Regions from separate parts of the Gossypium hirsutum genome. Here region 1 is linked to region 2. A link is a contact called in public Hi-C data. All regions are on one chromosome and are shown on one strand. Each heading gives the region's core, a stretch centred on a gene start, on an enhancer-like site or on the middle of the called end of the contact. The rest is flanking DNA. Distances are from core to core; before and after follow the strand shown.

Evidence for each region. A called contact is a pair of places that touch in the nucleus more often than the background predicts.
Region 1: a Hi-C map of leaf shows a contact between it and region 2, with 2.2 times the contacts expected there. The contact joins the promoter of LOC107916283 here to the enhancer-like site in region 2. A contact is called at or near these places in 10 of 34 Hi-C or Micro-C datasets (cotyledon, fibers, hypocotyl and 1 more).

What each region holds. Positions count from the first base shown.
Region 1 is chrD10:54,688,127-54,693,764 of Gossypium_hirsutum_v2.1, reverse strand. LOC107916283 (RING-H2 finger protein ATL72) reads right to left here and starts at 4,127. Exons shown (of 1, transcript XM_016845462.2): 1 at 2,408-4,127. The coding sequence starts at 3,386. The coding sequence ends at 2,757.
Region 2 is chrD10:54,637,060-54,642,774 of Gossypium_hirsutum_v2.1, reverse strand. No RefSeq gene overlaps it. Among protein-coding and RNA genes, the nearest start is that of LOC121222462, 11 kb to the right of the region's middle. Within about 2 kb of position 2,119, at least 3 of the 9 cell types and tissues checked have an H3K27ac peak or open chromatin away from gene starts, as enhancers often do. A contact at or near this core is called in hypocotyl and leaf, where this site is marked.

The DNA of each region.
Region 1 (5,638 bases), core at 2,878-5,377, 49 kb before region 2:
CTTAAGTGAACAACTTGACTCAGGCCTCAATTTCCTTTACCAAAATTATGATAGTTCCACAACAACAAATTGATTCTACACTCCTAAATAATGCAACGTTTTCCATGAGTTGATATGCTTCCTTAGAAGGTTGCCTATTTGTTATACTTCTTTTGCAATAAAATACGAATGACTGTTGATTACAGTTGGAATTTTCCCACTTGGATGCCAATTTCTTTGACCCCCAACGATTGAATGAAACAAACAGGAAAAAGAATGGGATGGTCAGAGAATCTGATTTCATCTTTTCACTCTAAAAGCTTGATTGCTTATACAAGGAACCGTATGCTATCAACAATATGCCTTAATATATATCATTCAGGAATCACTGCCTCTATCTGGTATGCCCTTAATTTACATGTGTTTTTCATGGCTTGCCTTACATATCCAAAGAAAAGATGCTATTGTCGAGGTTTTAGCTGTGGACATTATAAGAGATTGTTCTGGTGTATAGAGAGTTATACGGATTCTCTCCAAGAGATTTTCTTTCTGAGGTAAAAAATTTCTCTATCAATTTTGTCTTAATTCTAAAAATTTAATAAATTTAGCTTTCAACATTTACATATTCTGTTAATTTGGTCTAAATTCTAAATTTATTTGATATCCAATGAGGATTAAATTTGTTAGTTTTTTTTTTAGAATCAGGATCAAAATGATGTGATTTATAAACATTGAAGGTTAATTTTTTTTATTAGACCAATCAAAAGTAGGATGAATTGACACAAAAAACAAATACTGTGATTAATTATCTTTAGTTGCTCACTTTCAAATTTAATAGGGAGTAAGTTATTCTTTCTTTTAAAAGGAATCAATTAGCTCAATATTGTAATTCAAAGGAACCAAATAGGTTTTTTTTACCTTTTTCCAAGTAATATCATCCAAAAATCTGATGTACTTGAATCCCTACCACAAAATTGGATGGAAACAGTTTTTAGGCAACTATTTAAAATGGAGGCATTTGAACTTATTACAGGATTAAAGCCACTAATCAGTTTGTAATAACCCTCCAATTAAGCATAATTCCATATCAATTTCAATTCCTTGGGTTGCTTTCTTACTTCAATGAAGTGCTTCCTTGACAAAAAAAAATTGTACTACACACAGTTAGCCCTTTTGTCACTTGTATGGAATTGTCACTAATGCTAAAATGCTGGTGATCTATGTGTTTGTGGGCATAAATACGTAAAACAAACGCCAAAGCTAAGCTTCCATCTGCAATCCTGGGAACCAATGAAAGAGAAAGGAAGAGGGTGGTCCAATTTATATGAACGATGCTCATGAAAATGTCCTCATCGTTGCATACAGGGGTTTCCTTCAGTACTAAGATAATGTTGAGTTGGGAGTCACGTGGTTCACCAATGAAGGGTGTGGCACTGAAGGCCCACCGGCCGAAACTGAGGTAAAAGAAAAGATGAGTTTTCAAGTATTGAGATTCCATTCCATGAGCAGAAATGGTTGATTCCTTGTATTCCATATGCCTAACATATCATAAGTGAACTGCCCCTTTACACTTCACTGTTGTGCTTTCTACGTGCTTGAGAAATCATACCAACTCCTATGTTACTTCAATTTGGGTGTTTATGTTTGATATGTGTTCGGCACGAGCTTTTCAATATTTTTTTTCTTCTTTTTTATGTATTTGGAGGATGTTGGATGCTAGAGTTGAATATGAATATTTCAATAAAAAAAATCGGTGCAACATAGCTAACGAACTAAATTCCAATATAATATTCAAATCTTAGATCTCATGCCAAATGAAACTCGAAGTTACATATATTATTACCACTAGACCACTAGTAGCTGTACATATAGTCTAGTTGGAGATTAGGTGAAAAGTGTCAAATTGGGTTTAGTGCAAGAAAATGAAGTGTTTGAGGGACTCAAAGATCCCTTTGTTTATATATATAGTAATATTCCAGTGAGGGCTGTTAATAAAGAAAGTTACTGATGGAGCAAAATGGAAAATGAAAATGACTTTGGAACTAATGCTAACTGATAAATTTAGAAATATATTTCATCATCATGAGAGCACTTCAAATCAAATGTCATATGGATTTAGGCTAAGAACCATTCTAGATAGCAAGAGCTTGCTTCCAAAGTGCTTAGATGCTTTCCAATGAATAAAGCTCTGCATCTGTAAGATTTTAATTATTGTTCAGCTGGCAACTAAGTTACTTATAATCTTCATTTTTGTGAAGGACACTTGTTTAAAGCATATACAGAGAGAAAGAGATGAGATCATCCAAATACATAGAAAAGCATTTTGTGCAGAAAAACTGAACATACTCGTGTCATGCACATATTTATATATGTATTTGACATTCACACCTGAGTCCTGTGTAACATAGGATTGCAGCACAAATACTCATGCTAAATGAGCTAGTCTGATAGGCCAACTCTGGCATTAATATTAGAAAAGAGAAAATCCCTGCCCAAACTCAAATTAAGGAGGTCCCTCTGTTCCATTTGCTGGTTCATGATTCATCTTTTTATATTTCCTAATAAACTCTTTACAGTCACATACAACTGGACATGAATTTGTATGCAAACCCTCATATAAGTTTTACTTACTTTTACAATTCATTAGCAATAAATAGTTCTTTCTGTGCATATGCATAAACAAACCTAACTTTAAAAATGCCAAAAGAAACATTAGAAAAACTACTCTAAGGTCCCCTTTTTTCTCATCTGGTTGGAGAACTATTTTAAGACCAGAATCAACCAACCTCATCTGCAGGAACTGGTACATCAGCTTGTTGTCCTCCTGAAGAATTTCCATGTGGTCGGATTCCGTTTTCTATCTCCACTGCACCATCACTGCTGCTAGTTGCCTGATCCAACAATGACTGCCTGCAAGTTGGGCAAGATGAGTGTGACAGCAACCATGTATCTATACACCTTACATGGAAACCATGGTTACATTTTGGCAAAACCCTAACTTTTTCACCATCCATGAATTCTCCAAGGCAAATTGGACACTCAGTAGCCTTCATATCCATCCCTGAACCATACACGGCCACCGGAAGCCGACGCAACGCGCTCTTCTTCAGGCCCGTCGCGGCAGCCAAACGCGCCGCGGTCTCTTCCGTGGCGTCCAAACCAAACCTTCTGCCGCAACGAAAAGCACAACGCATAATGGAGTTTAGTCCTAGAGCACATATCAATGCACAAAGCAAAGCTGCTAGGATGATCACCATGTTGGTGTCAAAGTTGGCTTCATTGGCGAAAGCATTGCGCGTCCTGCTTCCATTCGGTAGCGATGGCGATGCGTTCGGTTGCGTATCGAGGAGAAGGCGGTGTGGTCGATGGTAAAGAGTGGTAACCATTGCTGTTTTAGCTTGCATCATCACCAAAAACTTATATAAAAAGAGTTACTCAAAGTTCACCTCTCTCATTTGCTGCTGATCAATGAAACAAAATTAAAATCCCTTGGCTTGTTTGCTTGAAACTTGGGGTTTGGCTAAGCAAAGATGGGCGCAGCTGCAGCTGATATATAGAGAGTGAGGGCTTATGCTTTCTTTCATTGGGTTCTTGTAGATCAGCTTTTTAACTAAAGGGAGATACGGGGCTTTAGAGTTAGGGTTATGTGCCTGTCAGCAACTTCCAACTAAGATAAAGACACCATTAAAAAGCATCTCCTTTTGGTGATTGGAGGAAAAGGGAAGGCTTTCATAGTACAACAGAGGGTGAGAATGCAAAAATAGAAGCTATGGCTTCCCACACCACAAAGATTCCATGAAAACCAGTTAAAAGCTTAAAACCTTAACTCCCATCATATCACCAGCTACAAGGACTGGGCTGAAGGATATAATTATGGAGATTATGAGGACAATAATTTGGGGTTTCCAAGGTCTACTGATTACCAATTTGTAGCAGGCAAGAGTCGGGAAATTATTTGGTTGGAGTTGGAATGGAGGGGAGCTCATAAATATAAATGGGACCCTGAAAGCAATAGGGAAGGGGGCTCTATGCAGGGGATGATTATTACAGCTCTAACCCTCTGTTATTATTTGATGGAATTTGAATAATTAGTGATAAACATGAATTTCAGAAAGTAAAATATCAGCAGGGCCGAAATAAGATATTTACAGATGGAAGGAGATGCTAAGCACTAAATTGAAAAATAAATAAGATAACGTATGCCAATGTATTATTACTGACAGTGAGAGATCAAATGACAGCCATGAGAGTTGGATTGGACTTTAGAAGCAAACAATTAGAAAGAAAACAAAGGTGGCTAAGGAATTTTATTATTACTATTGTTATTCTTTTTTTCTTGGAATTTGATTAGATTTGTTTCTGTAAAATTTTTACTTTTGGGAATATTTAAAATATATTCGCTTATAAGTTTTTAAAATAATTTTGCTATTTATTTTTATTTTTGTTATGTTCAATAATTATAAATATACAAATATATATCTCAATAATTATAATCAAAATTACCTAAACCAAAATGAATCCATAAAAGGCTCCACGACATAAACTAGAATAAATATAGATTCAGAAACCACCTCTGATTTACACAATAAATGACTCGAACCTAGGATTTAAAGTTCCTAGATTCTTAGGCTCTTTTTGGATGAGGGTTTAAATTAGTTTTGGTGAGATTAAGACTAACAATAATAGTGAAATTCATTAATGTAACAGTGAGAGTAAAATATGCGAGAGTAAAATATGCGACGAGATGTAGGGGAATAGAAATTAATTATTAAAAACATTAAATTAAAATGTATATTTAAAATATTTCACTGGTGTCCTGCCAAACACGTCAAACTCTTGTTGTGTTTCAATCGAAGTTCCTTTTACTCGTGGAATTTCATTGCCCTGAAGGTATGTTTGCATTTAAAGGAGCCTTAGTTCTCAAAATGTTAATAATGATAATTATATTTTATTTTTATCTTCTCTTTTATATATTTTTTTCTTTTAAGAATATTTTTGTACAAATAAATGTTAAATTTTTAAATTTTAATTTAGTTTTGGAGATTTTTTTTTACTTTTACATTTTAATCAATTTCTTTTCCATTAGAATTTTTCTAAATAATAGTAATTAGTTAGATAAAAAAATTAATGAATTTATCTCAAAGTTAATATATAACTAAACAAAACCTATATTTAAAATACTTAATTTTTATTATAGTTTTTCTTTTAACTTTTAGTTTTTATTTTTTATAAAAAAATTAAAGGAAGAAATTATCAAGTTTGAACCTATGATTTGATGTCAACAAAAACTTAAAAAACACTGAAGGCAGGTAGCTGATATTTCCAAATTAATTTTGAGATTTTTTTTCATTATTTGAAAAAATAAAATATTAAAAATTTTATATTAGTAGACATCTTAGAATTATAAAGGTTTTAGTATTGAAGCAAAATGTTACATCCCAAAAATAGGGTTAGAAGAATTAAGGGTTGCAAGTGAATCAGAGATTACTATTAGACTTTTATGTTTTCCTTTATGTTTGATAGACAATAATGAGCTTGCTAATTTAGTGGTACGATGTTAACTTACCCTTTGATCTTGTGTTTGAATCCCCATGTGTGCAAGTAAAAATTATTTTAATTTTTGGTTTCAATTCTGAAGAAAATCTGATGGGTTAAAGTT
Region 2 (5,715 bases), core at 870-3,369:
TAAGTATAGGGTGTTACAAGCTTCAACAAATTTTCCATGCACTTTCATGCTCCTTTTTCGATGCCTAGACATTAAACGATCTCTCAAATATATAGAAAGCTTTCTAGGTTGATAGATACATTTTACCAGCCCTAAACCATTTGTTATAAATCACAAAAACTACAAAAATTATTATCCTTGATTAATCCAGTTTGTAAGATATGTTGAAAGACTATTGACCTAACGCATGACATGCTTAGTAGGTTTAACCTCCCAATTGCACTCAAACCACAAACACTAATCTATATTGTGATACTCACCAATGTTCTCTATGTCTAGTAGAATTTTTTAAACCGTCTTGAACTATAGTAAAATCCAATCATAATAATAAAGAGAAGTATATAAGAAGTGTGCACATATTAAAAACACAATTTTGTGCACATTCATCCATAGTATAACAATAATCTCTTTAACTTGGTGTGACATCCACACAAATTGCAAAAAAAAAAACATTTAAATTCAATTGTGGTAATAATTACACTAATTAAATGTCACTACAACTAACGAATTACAGAACATATGGTTAAACATTTATAAATGATTAAATTGTTACAATATCATCCTTCCAATAAGTTGTATGGTCAGCAAGCATGGGTCATCTATTACAATATCAAATGTTACTATCAATAGAAAATATATATAATGTAATACATAATATAAAATATGCTTCTAATTTTACCTCCTAGCAAAAGGAAAATTGATATTAACAAAGGGGATAGGCACTATCCATGTAAGTGTATACCACTTTTACGATTGCAAACTCACAAGATCATCATTTACTTTCATCTTTCTTAATCTGCATGCCTGACATTGCACTTTGTATAGGATGCCAAAAGCCCAAACCCTATACTGTCTATTCTAACCAATTAAAATCAACTGGAGGATGTAAGTTCTAGTGTGACGTTTAATATCAAGGAGAATTGGATGCAGTGGGAACATGATAAAATGCATTCTCAACCATGTAAAGTTAATCTAAAAACCATTTGAATCAAAATTAAATTGGTACCCTTTCCAAACACTTCAATAAATATTATTTCCATATTCTTATTAGATTTTTCTACTATTAATAATCCGTCAACTAGTTCATAAATTAATCGAAAAAAATCTAAAATACAACATTCATTTAAAAAAAAATAAAACCTAACTCCCAACTTCAAAACTATTCACGTATCACATATCTTCTTTTTGCTTCACCTACCTTTCTAACCTTCATTATTTTTTGAAGTACAAAATTTATACAATTTTTGTCATTTGTGATTGTCACAATTTCCAAAATAAATAAAAATCGAGATAGGACAGAAAAACAAAAGTCCCTTACCATTCTTAGGAAGGCACCATGTTCTTAAAACTAAATAGAGAAGAAATTACACGAGTTTCCTACTTTCCTTTCCTAGATTAAATAGCCTTTCCTAGGAGGAAAGAGTACAATAATTTAACTATGATTATCATCAAGCGGTTAATGAAAATGATCTAAAACAGAAAGCAGCAGCCCATCAATTATTACTATTTTGTTTATTATCTTGAATAAATTCATGGTTTTATTATACCTTTAACATTAATATTTCAATATTTTAAGTATTGAATTTATTAAGATATTTATATTTAACATGAATGTAAATTTTTTTAATCAATCTTATTAATTTAAAATATTGTCTATATTAATATATTTAACTTTTTTTTATCTAAAACGAATAGTTAAAATTTGTAATTTATGCCAAATTTGATATACATTATCTATATAAAATATAACAGTTAGATTATTAAAATATTAATCATATAAAATTACTTAAATTTTATTCTAATATAAATGAATAATTATATTACATCCTAAATAAATTTAGATGATTGGAATCTTAATGGAGACATAAATTCTTTTTATTCACAAAATTAAAATTGAGGTGCTTAATCTAAAAAAGTTTTGGATAACAACTCGACTTGTTTTCATCTCAAATATGCCAAAAGCTAAAGAAAATAGATATAAAATGATAAGATTATTATATAATTTCCCATTGTTAAAGTGTCTCCCTAATGATGGGGACATTTAAAATGAAAGTGAAAGAAAAGGCAAATGCACATGGATATCATGTGGGCGACCCCATATCTTATCTTCCAATAGTTTTATTCATTGATTGAGACACAAGGACACAACATTATACGACTAAACTACCTTACTTATAATTAAATTAATAATAATAAATCAACAAGTTGTTGGTTGTTCCAATACCTCATTTAATCGAATTTCGAGTTTAATGTAATTTTAGTTCTCATTAAAAAATTTTAATATATCTTCTATTTTATAATATTATGTTTAAAATAGATATTTTATTTTCTTAAAAACATTCGACAACAATAATAAAAACTATCAAATCTTTTAAACATAAATTTTTTCATCACTTTTCAAAAAACGCTTTTTAATTCGAATGATCAACTAACCCTTACATTTGTTAACAGATAGGATTATAGACTCCATCTAAACGACTTTTTAGATAAGACTGGATTTAGTAAAATGTAATTCAAATTTATTTAAATGATTTATATTAATAGTTATTTAATAAAAATATTTTATTTGTTAGAGTCGTGTGACCTAAATCTTGTTAAAGAAATACAATGGTAAAACCAAGGGACCATGTCGCACAAGTATAATTCGTATAGAACTACACTTCTTCTATTTGACATTGATTAAAATAAGGTTTTTCAAACTTTAAATAAATGTACTCGAAACTCTTCTAGTATCGCTCATTTTTCAACATTAGTGAATTTCTTTTCCTCTGCCTATGTTTTTTCCCAAGAGGGTTTCCATGTAAAATCTATGTATTCTTTTTTTTTGCAATCATTCTATTGCCATTATCAGCATCTATTTTAACATTAAAATTTATCAACAACACATAAATATTAAAATAAAGTATTTAAATATATATTTTGAAATAATATTTGATGTATAAATTTCATGTACCATTAGTGAATAATAATTTAACTATAACACCTCGGTACCCGACCCGATCGTCGGGTTTGAGTTACGAGATATCACATTCATTCTTGAAGCGATTACGATCAATCACAATCAATTTATACCATTAATGCTTAAATTCAACCAAGATATACATTTAATGCAATATACAATCATTATCGGGTCTCACACGAGCTTACGAAAGCTCAAATAGTAATCCAAGGTCAAAAAATGACCAAATTGTAAAAGTTTCAAAATGCAGGGTTGACGTTGTGACGTCACTAAACAGTTTGTCATGTCACAACATCAAACCGCTCGACGTCACGACACCACTTACTGTGTTGGCCTCATCGAGACTATAGGGTTCATCATCTCGCCGTGACATTACAAGTCTTTTCTCGTCACAACGTCACATACTATTTTGACAATTTATACAGGACAACAACCCAATTCTTTCTTTCACCAAGTTTTAACTCATAAAAAATTCATACCAACTAGCAAATAAAATACTTTGGCATGTAACTCATGTACATAATTACCTAATTCTTCAATAAACAAATGCCTTAAACCTATAAACTAACAACCTAAAGCATTACTTTCAAAACCTACACAATCATACCAAAAATCATCAAGACCTTTAATATTACAAAATTCATATATAGTCGTACCAATGTAAGTCAATATACCAACTATATATAATCAACCAAACTTATACATTAGTCTTTTGAACCACAAGTACATATAAACATAAAGTGTACCAAACTTGACTGAACCTAGGTACATGTCTTGTAATCGACAAAAGAGATTTATACAAACATTGTTGAGTCCGGGATCGTGAGTGGATGCTGAAGTTGATGCTTGGGATCTCGCTTTAAACCTAACCTGTACACGGGAAACAAAACTGTACGTTGAGTAATAAAACTTAGTGGTAATCATTTTGTGTAACCTTTTACATACCTTGACATTTAATGTCATGTATAAATGTTTGTAATTCAACTTAGTAGCATATAATCAATTTCAATCATCAACCAATTTGCAATGTATAAATATATTATTAATCCCCTATTAACCTGACTTGGATTCGAACGGATACACTGATCCAACCAACACACCAATTCGATACCCAGTGTCTCATCAAAAAAATCTAAAGTAAATAAATTGTACTTAGCGCTCATCAGTATAACCAAAGTAAAATTTGTACCCAACACTTATAACAACTTGATTTAGGGCTTAGTCGGAATAGTGGTTTCGGAACCACAAATCTGACTAGGAAAAATATTATTATATTTTTATGGTCTATTATTTCATGGAAAGCTTTTGTAAAAATTTTGTTCGAAAATTTTGACGTTCGAGCACTCACTTTAGTCAAAAGGACTAAATTGTAAAAAGTGAAAAAGTTGAGTTTTATATGTTAAAGGTATTTAATTGTTATGGAATCATAAATTAGGGGTCCTTAAGTGGTAATTAGACCATTAGTTAATGATGGACAAAAATAGGCATGAAATAAGTGAAATAGGATTTTTTTAAGAAAGGGCATTCATTTGGTAAATAAATAGAATTAAATGGGAAAAAGATGGAAAAATATGCCCATCTTCTCCATAGTTGCTGCCGAATTTTAGAAGACACCATAGCTAGGGTTTCTTTACTTTTTCAAGCTCATAGTAAGTGCATCCTAGCCCCGTTTTTAATGTTCTTTGCATTTTTGAGATTCCCGTAGCTCGGTTTATCTATTTTTATTGTTAATTCGAGCTAGGATTGAAATTTGAAAAATTACCCATGTGTGAAATTTGTGTATTTTGATGTTTTATAGAAGAATATGAAGTTATAAATTATGTTAAATAATTTTTGCTAGTCGATTTTAAGTGAAACCGATTAAATAACATAATCGGTAAAAATACCTAAAGCTCATAAGTAATAGTTAGAGTGAGAGTTGGAGGTTTCTATAAGAGGGAAAAGTGTTTAGCATGTTACAAAACATAAGAATAAAGAATAAAATTTAATTTCCGAACTTTGGGGCAAAAATATAATTATGCAGAAGTTTAGGGACAAAATCATAATTTTGTCAAAAGTTGAGTCGAAGCTTGTTTTAATAAATGTGAAGGTTAAACAAGCTCAATTTGAGGTTATGGATCAAGAAAGACGAGAAGTCAACCTTAATCAAGGAAAAGAGAATACAGGGGATTAAATTGCAAAATCTCTACATTTTGTATCGAGGTAAGTTGTATGTAATTAATACATTGTTATAATTATTTTTGTTATATTTTGTGACAATATATGTGAAAGGGTTGAATATGAAATAGTTATATAAAAGTTAGAAATTTGAAATTGATAGTTGATAGTTGATTTGTTTAAAATCAGCTTGGTTTATGGATATACCAACTGCAAGTAATGGTTGAAGTGATTCAAATCGAATTATTAAATTGGTTATGGAGTTGAGTGGAAAGATTGATATTATGATGTGTTATGGAGAAATTGTAAATTATTGGGAAGTAATAATCTTTGTGGAACTGTCGGAATGGTAAAGATTTGAATAAAGTATCGATGAACACGTGTGTAGTACTATGTGAAGGCTACAACGTGTATCGATAAATAATAGTCACATGTGTAGTACTAAGTGAAGGCTACTACGTGTACCAAAAAGCTTTGGTCACATGTGTAGTACTATGTGAAGGCTACTACGTGGATCGTAAAACTTGATCACGTGTGTAGTACCATGTGAAGGCTACTAC